3 separate regions of the Pan troglodytes genome follow, and regions 1 and 2 are each linked to region 3. The links are chromatin contacts, called in public HiChIP or PLAC-seq maps. All regions are on one chromosome and are shown on one strand. The core of a region is the stretch at or near the end of the contact, and the rest is flanking DNA. Distances in the headings are between cores, read along the strand shown. Region 1 holds the start of FBXO10 (F-box protein 10). Region 2 holds the start of POLR1E (RNA polymerase I subunit E). Region 3 holds the start of SLC25A51 (solute carrier family 25 member 51).

Region 1 (3,890 bases), core at 1,167-3,666, 330 kb after region 3:
ATCCCACCACTTTGGGAGGCCGAGGCAGGTGGATTACCTGAGGTCAGGAGTTTGAGACCAGACTAATCAATATGGTGAAACCCTGTCTCTACTGAAAATGCGAAAGCCTGTAGTCCCAGCTACTTGGGAGGCTGAGACAGAAGAATCGCTTGAACCCAGGAGGTGGAGGTTGCAGTGAGCTGAGACTGAGCCACTGCACTCCAGCCTGGGCAACAGAGCGAGACTCTGTTTAAAAAAAAAAAAAAAAAAAATCCCTGGCCAGGTGTGGTGGCTCATGCCTGTAATCCCAGAGCTTTGGGAGGCTGAGGCGGGCGAATCACCTGAGGTCAGGAGTTTGAGACCAGCCTGGCCAACATGGTGAAACCCCGTCTCTACTAAAATACAAAAATTAGCTGGGCCTAGTGGCTGGTACCTGTTAATACCAGCTACGGGGGAGGCTGAAGCAGGAGAATCGCTTGAACCTGGGAGGTGGGGGTTGCGGTGAGCCAAGATCGTGCCATTGCACTCCAGTCTGGGCGACAAGAGCAAAACCCCATCTCAAAACAAACAAAAATTCCCATGTGGCACGTGATGCTTGCACCACTAATAGGGAAGACAGCTTGCTCTTGTAGGACACTGCTGTAGCACTTTGAAAGTCAGCTGTTTTATACAAATACCAAAATGATAATGTTAGCTGGCACAAATCCAGAAACTCAAGCTTTTGATTGTTTATTGACAGTCATATCTGGACTGCCAGTTTCATGGAGTAAGATACTTTTCAAAGGATTAAATATGGCATAGCTTTGTCAGTCAGCAAGGTAAATCATCAGGCTCATTGCAGTGTGAGACTACCCCTGTGGTCTTTCTACTATACCTAGCTACTGTACAACTTTGTGTCTTAAAATAAATTGTTGGCTTTAGGTTTTAGTGTTTGGTTTTCTTATTTATAAAAGAGACCAGCTACGTGGTAACTTAGACCTCACCCAGAATCATACCACATTCACCATATGGTAATAATAGATGGAATACATTTTTATGGAATATATTCTATAGAACCAGGGACTGAAAAAGGTCAGTAGGACCACGGGGTCAATTATTTCAGGCCACAATTTCGTGTAATAATTTCTTTTTCATAGTATTCTTGGTAAATTATGTTTCTATAGCTGATATTCTCTCATAAATTCCGGAGGTCTGTATCCAACTCCTTTTCTTTTTTAGAGACAGGGTCTTGCTTCGTTGCCCAGGTTGGTCTCAAACTCCTGGGTTCAAACGATCCTCCTGCCTCAGCCTCCTGAGTAGCTGGGATTACAAGTGAACTGCTTTTTTTTTTTTTTTTTGAGACACAGTCTCACTCTGCCACTCAGGCTGGAGTGCAGTGGCGCACGATCTCTGCTCACTGCAACCACCACCTCCCAGGTTCAAGCGATTCTCCTGCCTCAGCCTCCTGATAGCTGGAATTACAGGCACGCGCCACCACACCCAGCCAATTTTTGTGTTTTTAATAGAGACGGCGTTTCACCATGTTGGTCAGTCTGGTCTCAAACTCCTGATCTCGTGATTCGTCCGTTCGACCTCCCAAAGTGCTGGGATTACAGGCGTGAGCCACCACGCCCAGCCGTGAATTGCTTTTTTAATCACTCTACTTGGATGACACACAGGCATCTCAAAATTAATTATTTTTAATTGATAGATAATTGTACATATTTATGGGGTACATGTGATATTTGACTCATGCATACAATACGTAATGATCAAATCAGGGTATTTAGGATATCCATCTCAAAAATTTATCATTTATTTGTATTGGGAGCATTTAAATCTAGCTATTTTGAAATATACAATAAATTATTGTTAACTACAGTCACCCTACTGTGCTATCGAACACTAAAATTTATTCCTTCTATCCATGTTTGTACCCATTAACCAACCTCTCTCTATCCCCTTCCCCTCCCAGCCTCTGGTAACTGTCATTCTACTTGCCAACTGCATGAGATCAACTTTTTAGCTCCCACGTATGAGTGAGAACATGCGATATTTGTCTTTCTATGCGTGGCTTATTTCACTTTACATAATGACCTCCAGTTCCATCTGTGTTGCTGCAAATGACAGGCTGAATAGTATTCTGTTGTGTATATATGCCACATTCTTTTTATCCATTCATCTGTTGATGAAGACTTAGGTTGCTTCCATATCTTGGCTATTGCGAATAGTGCTGCAATAAACATGGGGATCCAGGCATACCTTTGACATACTGATTTCCATTCCTGGATAAATATCCAGCAGTGGGACTGCTGGATCATATGGCAGTTCTAGTTTTACTTTTTTGAGAAACCTCCATGCATTTTTCTATACTGGCTGTATAATTCAGTGTATGAGAGTTCCCTTTTCTCCATGTCCTCACCAGCATTTGTTATTTTTTGGTCTTTTTGTTAATAGTCATTCTAACTGGCAGTGTCAAATTTAACAAGTTCAAATGGGAGTTCTTGATCTCCCCCCGCTTCCAAATATATTCCCCTTACAATAGTTCCCATTTCGATAAATAGCACCTCCATGGGCCCAGTTAATAGGTTAAGCTACCAATCTCTGCTTCCACTCTTAACTCCTGTCTTCACATAGTAGCTGACATACTGCTTTAAAAGGTATCAAATCCTCCACCCCTTCGATGGCTTCCTGTTACGTACAATTTTAAAATCCTTATCATGGCCTATTAAGTGCTGCATGATCTGGCCCCTACCTACCTTTCTGACCTCACTTATACTGTTCTTCCCGTTAAAAAGCTTCAGACAAGCTAGACGTTTTCCATTTCCACAAAGAGCGATCTTTTCTCCTCCAACCCAACCCACCTGGTCCAAGAGTTTTCACAGGGCTTACCCTGCCCCTCTTCCATTTGGCTAACTCTTTATCTTACTCTGAGAGGTCTTCCTTGACTACCCTTCCTTGGTCCCTAATTTATTTAGTTTTATTTTTGAAACAAGAGTCTCGCCCTGTCACCCAGGCTGGAGTGCAGTGGCACAATCATGGCTCACTGTTAACCTCGAACTCCTGAGCTCAAGTGATCTTTCCTCCAGCCTCGGCCTCCAAAAGCGCTGGGATTACAGGCATGAACACCTGGCCCCTATTTTTAAATTACAGCTCCTTCCGTGCATTTTCTACAATTTTAAACACATATTGGCTTAAATGACACTTGATTACCGTCTACCTTCTCCACTACAGAATTAACTTCAGGAGAAGAGGAACCATATCTGCTTTGTTCACTTTTGTGCCCATAATAGTAACGGCACCAGCAGCAACAAACATACAGCATTTACTTTGTGGCAGGCATTATGCTAAGCGCCATACATACAACTAATTTAATATGTACTCCTAGTACATTGTCTGGCAGGTAGCCAATGGTCAGTTTGTTCAGTGAATGAACCCAGACCCTACATGCTCATCTACAGGGTGCCTAGCACCCCAGGAAACTGCTCCTTATACTGTTAGATAACTGGTGCTCGCAGGAATCTTATTTACACTGTATTGGCCTTAGCATGCCTCCCTGCAGTTTCCACCCACTGGTTCTATTTCTGCCCCTTCTGGGGCCACGCAACACGAGCCTGAATCGTCCTTCCGCAAGCTCGCCTTTGCAGTACCCGAAGCCCCACGCGCCCCCTCCTCGTCTGCCTTCCTCCCGCCTCCCGGTGCCCCTCCTGCAGATACAGCTTTTCTGCGCGGTGGTCGGGAAGCCCAGCCCCGGCCAGCCAGCTGCTCCCGGCATCCTTCGCCGCCTTGCGCGTCACATGACGGCGGCGGCTCCGCACGATCCCCAGGCAGCTGTCCGCCCCCGGGCGGGGCTGGCCGCACGCCGCAATCCTACCGACTGCTGCGGCTCCAGCGGGGGCGGCGGGTGGCTTCCAGGGCACCGGCGGCCGCGG
Region 2 (3,779 bases), core at 1,107-3,606, 420 kb after region 3:
CTCTTTCCCAGTCCAGAGCCTTCAACACTACCAAGTTCTTTACCTGTCGTTAGTTCCCAGGTAAACTTCACGCAAGCTTTGACCTACTAGTCACACATTCCAAATTAATGGAGAGACCTGCCTTTTGGAATAAGACAGCTATAAATAAACAAGATTACAAATGAATGAGGTTTTTAGGAAATTCAAGTTATCTTTCCTTTCCAGCAACGTCTACACGTGCAGGGAAGGGCTCTGGGTCTAATAGGAACACAGGGATCACCTAGTAAACCTCTCTAGATGGCTCCTGCTACCCTTAAAACAGACAGGAAACAGCAGTGCCACTGCTGCCACCACTCCCAACCCCATCACCCTTCCCACTGTCCCTTCCCCTGCCATTACCTGCACAAAGTGTTGCATTTGAGGGCTCCTGTCCCAAAATTGTTTCCCACATAGGAGAGCCTATCTGTTTCAGCTGCCTAAAATGCAGAGAGGGGAAACTCCATTTACAACCAATGTTGAAAGGTATTAAGCATCATTTCTCTTTTCTACATTTGCTGAGGCTTTTGAATCCAGACTCACAATGGATTAGAACTAGTTCATCTCTGGCAGATGATCCAGCCCCACTATCTCTAAGGGAATATGGGGTGTCCCTGCAGGGGAAGCAAGACAACTTCTGGAAGAGAAGCCTCAGATGGTGCTAGCTTCTAAATGGTATGAAAAGCTCTTGGGGGAATTCTGCCACAAGACTTGAGAGAGAGGCCCTGGGCTTCTGGCACTTAAAGGTATGCAACAAAGTGATTCTGTAAGCAATCTCTCTTTGGCCTGTTCTTTGTATACTCTCAGGACCATGGCTGATTCACTCCCCAATCATAAGCAAGCTTTCCTGCTTCTCTGCATTTGTCCTCACTATCCTTTTCACTCGAAACACCAAACGTTGACTGCCAAACCCTCATTCCAGCCTTCAAGGCTCAGCTCCAACATGACCTCACCAAGGAAGGCATTCTGGCAGAGACCTCTCCTCCCACTGAGCTCACTCTGCCCTGTACTCTTCCCCACGTGGCCTCAGAGCTTTGTGTAAAAGTGTCCCTCACAGCCAGTTCTCATCTCTCTAGAGCAGAGGTTCTCAATCCAGGGAAATCCACTCTGGTGCTACTGGCATCTAATGAGTAGAGACTAGGGATGCTACCCCCACAGCAAAGAATTATTGGCCCAAAAAGTCAATAGTCCTGAGGTTGAGAAACCGTGCTCTAGAGTATGAACTCTGAGTGGGGCTAGGCCTGATTTGGCTGTTTTCCTAGAAGCTTGCAACACAGGGATGCAGAGGGGCAGGTTCCATAAATGCTTGTTGAAAGAACAAATGAATGAAAGATGGAGCCTGTCCCCACATCCCAAGCTGCTGGGCATCAGAGTTCTTCAAAGGTCCATTTGCTACTACTCCCCTTTTTCTCCCCTCACTCCCTCCCACATCCACCCACTCCCAGGGGCCTCTGAGCCCTGCAGAGTGGAGACAGCTGGCAACTGCTTCACTTACCAGGATCCGTTGATTCCTCTTCCTGGGGTTGGTGGAATCTTTGTTCTCATACAAGGTAAAGCGCATGTTGCCTGGACTCTGTAGCTTCCCGTTGGAGAACTGGACTGTAAGAGTGCAGCCCAAGAATGAGATGAGAGCAGAAGGCCACACAATGTACGGTGGGACTAGACTGTCACTGGGAGGGAGTGTCAGAATGGGGATGGCAAGGAAGCTCGGGTCGTGACCCAAAGGGAACTGGAGGAGATCCGGGGCCAGCTGAGAAGAGGAGGTAGGGAGGTGGGAGAACCCTGGGGAGGGGCTGTGACAGGAGGGAATGTCTCGCGGAAGGAGGCTGACAGCAGAGGCCTGGTACATACCTAAAGTGACAGAAGGAACCCCTGCCCAGTGAAGAGAGGGAAATGGGGGAGGTGGCAGACCTGGTGGGTGAGGGGGTCAGCAGGGTCCTGGACACAGCCCTGGGGAGCGGGTGAGTGGGATGTCCCAATCTGGCTGGGAGGTAGTGACAGAAAGACGGACAGGGGAGCCCTGACAGAGCCCAGGGGAGTGGTGGAGACTAGAGGGGTCCCGGCCCCGCTGGGGAGAAGCCCAACGGAGGGCGAGAGGACAGCTGAGGTACCGAGACGGAAGGGGAGAGGGTTAGAGGAGCACTGCTCCAGCTCCGCAGTCTTTACCCAGTACAGCTCTCTGGCTCCCGTCGGGCGCCCCACAATACTGCCACCTCGCACTCGGCAACACCTCCGCCGCCATCTCGCCTGTCTGTCCGCCAAGCACAGGAGTTAAGACAGCAGCAGCCACAAGCGCACTTTTAAACACGCGGGAGCCCAGGCCGCGCTGCGGGCCGGAAAAGGCGTGGCCCCGCCGGGCACCGCCCACAGCGCGCGAGCCGCGTGTCCCCGCCCCCCGCGTAGAGAGGCGTGGTCTCCGCCCACAAGGTGCCGCACACCCGCTTGACTGGCCGAGGCGCAGCACCTGATTGGCTCAGCGCTCGCGTGCACTCTGGGTTTTGTAGGTCCAGAGCCCGAGGCGCCAAAGGGTCCTACGGCTTCAGCCTAAGCTTGCTATGAGCCTTCTTCCGGCTCAGCACCTTCTAGAGAGAGTGTCGTCTGTCTCTCCTACCGTGACAAACTCATCTTCCCAAGAGCTGAAGGACCAAGTTCAAATTTAGAATTATCTGACAGGAACTGCTTGAGCCCCAACTAAATGTGGCCGCTGGCGAAGAGCCGCCCCTCTCTAGGGCTTCCCACCCACCCACGTGGACATCCAGCTCTAGGTACAAACTTTGTCCACAGTCCGACAAACAGCTCCCCGCCATGGGCTGTGGCGTGCACACCTGTGGCCCAATCAACCCTGAGGTGATGGAACAGAAGCCCAGCCAACCCCGGAGCCTTTGGGCAGGAGATTCTGGACTGGAATAGAAGAGGGAGTCCGAGCTGATGGACATGTCCCTTTTTCACTGCGGATTCAACCCTTCTTCTGCACGGGGAGTTTTCAGAGCAGAAAGAAGGCGAAAGCAGGGCCTTTAAGCATGGAGGCTGGCCGAGGCCCCCTTTGCCCAAAGATGCGTACTATTGAAGGGCAAGAACTCCGGTTGACTCCCCTCTGTCTTCCAAATCACCTTCTTTCAAGACTCTTTTCCTTCCACACACCCTCAACACCCGCCTCCAACACCCAGGATCCTAGGAATAACCCTAAAGCCTGCATGCCCCTTTGCCTGAGCACTTGTCACGCTTTTCTAATTGCCCAATCTCAAACGTAAAGAAACACTGCAAGAAATGTTTTTGCCCTGAACCATTTAGAGTAAGTTGTCAACCTGATACCCTTTCAACCCTGAAGACTATAGTATTTCCTACAGACATTCCCTAAATAACAACACAGCCATCAGAATCAGCAAATTGCCGGGCGCAGTGGTTCACGCCTGTAATCCCAGCACTTTGGGAGGGAGAGGCAGTTCTATCCCTTGATTCCAGGAGTTTGAGACCAGGCTGGGCAACATAACGAGACCCTGTCTCTACAAAAAATAATATTAGCCATGTGTGGTGGCGCACGTGTGTCGTCCCAGCTACTCGGGAGGCTGAGGTGGGAGGATTGCTTGAGCCTAGGAGGCAGAGGCTGCAGTGAGCTGTGATGGTGCCACTGCACTCTAGCCTGGGCGACAAAAAAAAAAAAAAAAAATTAAACAGAAAAGAATCAGGAAATTAGCACTGGTACATTACCACCATGTAATCCTCACATCCCATTTAAGTTCACCCATTGTCCCAACGTTTGTTGT
Region 3 (3,832 bases), core at 1,268-3,767:
GCAAGTTCAGGGAAGGGAACACCAAGGGGCTGGCTGGCCCTTGGCCATTTGGTACTGGGGGTGTGAAGGGGAGTGGCAGAGATAGTCACTCACAGTAGCTGATACTCCACTGACAGCTTGCGTAAGGCTGTTTTCATGCACCTAAGAGCCAATGAAGTCTGAGGGCACCAGACAACCTTCTAGAAAGCATTTTTTGAGGGGAGGAGTGGAGGGTGATTAAGCAAAGATCCACCAGCAACCTTCCTATGGCCCTTTCCCCCAAGAACCCAGGCCCTGCCTTCCAACAGCTCTGCTCTCCACCCGCATTTCATTTCAGCAAATATCTCCTAGGCGCCCTTTTTGCCAAGCACTGAGTTGGAGAGCCAGGAAAAAGCCAGACAGCTCTGCCCTCATGAGCTAGCGGTGGGAAAGATCCAACTGTCATGAGTGACTACAACATAGGACAGGATGTCAGAAGCGCCCCAAACTTTGGGCCATAGAAGGCAGGGGCAAGGACAGTCAATTTTGCCTGAGATGATCAGGGAAGGCTTCTAGGAGGGAGAGGAGGCAAAAGGACCTTGAAGGGCTATTTGGTGAAGGGCTAACATGTATCAGTGGTGAAAGGGGGAAACAGTCTTAAGGAACACAGGATTTGCAAAACACTGAGACTGCATATGGCTAAAGCACAGAATATAGTTGGGGTTGAGGTGGACAGACTGGCAAAAGGGCCAGGACAGGACAGCCCCGTGCACCGAGTTAAGGAGTTTGGATTTACTGGGGGAACCAAGAGGGAACCATTGGAGATTTTTAAGCTGGGGGATGACATGATCACAGCTGGGTTGGAGGATATCTGGCAGCTGACCTAGTGGCTGGAGGTATGGAATGCAGGAATGGGTGGATGAGGACAGAAATGAAGGGCTAACTTTAAGATGGATCTGGTATCCAAAAATAGAGGGTTTTCATCCCCAACATTCATATGCCCAAGAAGAGCCAATGAAGGGCCTGGGGGTTTCTGACAAGGAACTAAGAGCTGGAGGGGCAGAGGACTGTGCTGTGGCCTGCAGCAGCATAAAAGAAGCAGACTGGGCTCAGCTCCAGACCTCAGTTTTCCCGTTAGCCTGGGATTTTCTGAGTCTGGTGTGCCCCAATTGTGTGTTTAATTTCAGTCTTTTCCTTCTTGTTCAGGTTTTACCGCAGGAGAATAACCTCTCCATTCTAATCTGAAATTAATTATTTATGCTTATGAACACCCTGGATGCCTGCCTGGTTTATTTATTTTTCAAATAATGCATCTGAATAGGCATTCACACAAGACAGGGCAAACATAATTTTGAGGCAAAGGCCCTTTCCAACTGTTGCCCGATTAACTGTTCTAAGCCATTGTGTAGCCTTGTCCTTATCCTGCGGAGTCCAAAATTTATCCCTCGCATACTAATTAGATGGCAGGTGTCTGTGTCTGACAGTCAAAATTCGCATTATCCAGCCCCACCACCTGACCCTTACAATCTTATCTCCTGCTGCTATGACTTTCTCCACTGGGCCAAATTCCACTCATCCATCCTCCAAGGCCCAGTTCAAACGTCTACTCTGTGAAGCCATCTCTGGTTCTCCCTCGAGGGGGGAGGTCCCCTCATGCTTCTGAATTTCCAGTCTTTTGTTGTTGTATCCTTCATCAGACGCTAAGCTCCCCAGGACCTGGCACGCAGTAGGTTCCTCAATGGAGCGTTTACTGGAATGGGGGAGGGTGGTCTCCAGCTTCCTGAGAGGCACCTAAGCACGCCAGCCAAAGTGGGGCTGGGCAGAGACCAGACCCGCTTTTGGAGTCAGTGTCTACAAAGTGCTCTCGGGGGAAGGGGGCACGCGGGGAACGTCGCCCACCCGGAGCCGATCCCCCCAAGAACGCTTCACTCGGGTGGGGTTACTGCTTGGGCTCGCCCCAAGCACAGTGCACACACTTCACACATCCGCAAGCCTCCTGAAATGCCTCTCCCCTCAGGCCGACCTTTCTGTTTCCTTCAACGCCTCCCATCTGTTGTGTGCGTTCCAGTTTCCAACTCAGAGTCAGAACCATCATTTCCAAAGACTACTGCAACAGCCCGAGGACGCATACAAGGCACGGGTTACTTTTCAGACGGAGATTTGGGGCTCAGGGTCCAGCGACTCGTCCAAGGTCACTCTCAAGAAGTATGAGGGCTATGACTTTGACCCAAGCCTTCTAACTCCCCGGGCAGCGCTCCTCCCAAGCCCCCCGCAAGCTGTCTGAGCTTCAAAGGAAAAAGTTTAAAAGTGATCCATACGTCCCAAAGCACGCACAAAGCGTTCTTCTGTAAACTGCGGCATGGGTCGCTGATAAAAGGTCCCTCTGAAGGTTTGAAGATACTCAACAAGGCTCCACAGAGGGTACTTTGGAGTTTTCCGCGAAGGCGCTCGCCCCGCAGAACCGACAAGGCCCCTAAAACCGACAATGCCCAGACGCCCGCTGCAGGCAGCACGCTAGAGAACGCGTTGGCTGTTTCTGGCACGCTGAGGCCACCGTACGGCATCAAGGGTGAAGCATGGTGGCTAGCGGAGCCCGCATCCTGACAGGTGTGCTGGCGTGGCCCTCTACCTGCCCCGCCGCGGCGGCCTGCGGCCAGGAGAAGTAGGCTGGCGACATCTGGCGGGCCGCGGACCGAGGGAGGGGAGGCGGGGCGGGGCGGTGTCTCCCTCACGTGACCCCAACAGCGCCCAGCGCGTGGCGCTGCGCCCCAACCTCGGGGTCGGTCACAGTCTGCGCCTGCGCGGCCCCGGCTCGCTAGCCGTCCTGCGGGACGCCGGCGGTGATGGGTGAGTGTGGGACGAGCGTGGGGAAGCACCGGGCTTTCTTCGCATGAGGTTGGAGGGAGGGGAAACGCGCTGAAGGGCCCGCTGGGGCAGGCTGCCGCCCTGGGGGCCCATCCCTGTCTTCTGCGCGCTCCGGCTGCCCTGGCCCGGCCCCTGCGGGCCCCACCCAGGCGGCGCGGGCGGAATCAGTTCTGAGCCTCCTCGGCTCCCGGCTCCCCCGCCTGCCGCGGGTGTTTGTCCGGCTGCTGGGCGACCTTTCCCGCGAAGGCGCTGTCCCTTCATTCGGGCGCGCCCTGGGCTGGGGAGGCACCTCCCTGGTGTACAGGAACCGCAGGGGCGGGGAGGAGCCGGGAGCTGCCTGCGCCCGGGGGACAGCGGGGATGGCACCGCGCAAGGGCCTCTGCGTCCCGGGAGACTGGGATTTCGGCCTCACCTCGGGACCCCTGACTGTGAAGTGTCAGAGACGGAAGAGGACTTAGTGATCTTGTCCAACCCCCTCCCCGCCTTTCACAGGTTGGGGAAATGGACGCCTGGAGAACGGTGAGTTCAGCTACATAGCCTGGCAGTGCTTGTTCTGCGACAGCATATTGCATCGCGTTGTAGGAAGCTCACTTGTACAAGGATTTTCGGGGACGATGGTGTTGGTGGTGTTAGTCTCCATCCGTTATCTGGTGTTCAGTTTAGCTAGATGGAGTATGTCAGCACCTCAACTTTCTGCAAAACCTTTGTTTTGCACCTCACAGCTCTACCTAGCTGATCTGAATTCCCACCTTCTGTTTCTCTCTACTTGTAATCTCTGAAACAGAAGCCCTTGAAATGTATAGTGACCTTGCCATTTTGAGCCGCCTCTGCCCGTGCTTTGAAAGGATTCCATAGGATCAAAAGGTGCTAGGACTCTTGAGGTCCCATAGTGGTTTAGAGCACAGGTTTCCGCTTTGGAACTGGAATCACCCTTAGCGCATCTCAGGGGAAAACAAGCTAGGAGTTGACTCATCTGATCTCTCGTTTGGTAAATGAAAGCAAACTCAGA

The links. HiChIP or PLAC-seq counts read pairs in DNA pulled down with a chosen protein or histone mark.
Region 1: a contact with region 3 is called in an H3K4me3 HiChIP or PLAC-seq map of stem cell-derived excitatory neurons, with 11 times the contacts expected there. The contact joins the promoter of FBXO10 here to the promoter of SLC25A51 in region 3. A contact is called at or near these places in 1 of 7 Hi-C or Micro-C datasets (stem cell-derived neural progenitor cells) and 1 of 1 datasets of contacts at active chromatin or transcription factors (stem cell-derived excitatory neurons).
Region 2: an H3K4me3 HiChIP or PLAC-seq map of stem cell-derived excitatory neurons shows a contact between it and region 3, with 5 times the contacts expected there. The contact joins the promoter of POLR1E here to the promoter of SLC25A51 in region 3. A contact is called at or near these places in 1 of 7 Hi-C or Micro-C datasets (stem cell-derived neural progenitor cells) and 1 of 1 datasets of contacts at active chromatin or transcription factors (stem cell-derived excitatory neurons).

What each region holds. Positions count from the first base shown.
Region 1 is chr11:78,404,515-78,408,404 of NHGRI_mPanTro3-v2.0_pri, forward strand. It overlaps FBXO10 (F-box protein 10), which reads left to right and starts at 2,417. Exons shown (of 10, transcript XM_016960890.4): 1 at 2,417-3,890. The coding sequence starts at 3,507.
Region 2 is chr11:78,495,979-78,499,757 of NHGRI_mPanTro3-v2.0_pri, forward strand. POLR1E (RNA polymerase I subunit E) reads right to left here and starts at 2,357. Exons shown (of 12, transcript NM_001279994.1): 1 at 2,182-2,357; 2 at 1,511-1,614; 3 at 379-455. The coding sequence starts at 2,257.
Region 3 is chr11:78,074,185-78,078,016 of NHGRI_mPanTro3-v2.0_pri, forward strand. It overlaps SLC25A51 (solute carrier family 25 member 51), which reads left to right and starts at 2,518. Exons shown (of 3, transcript XM_063788553.1): 1 at 2,518-3,342.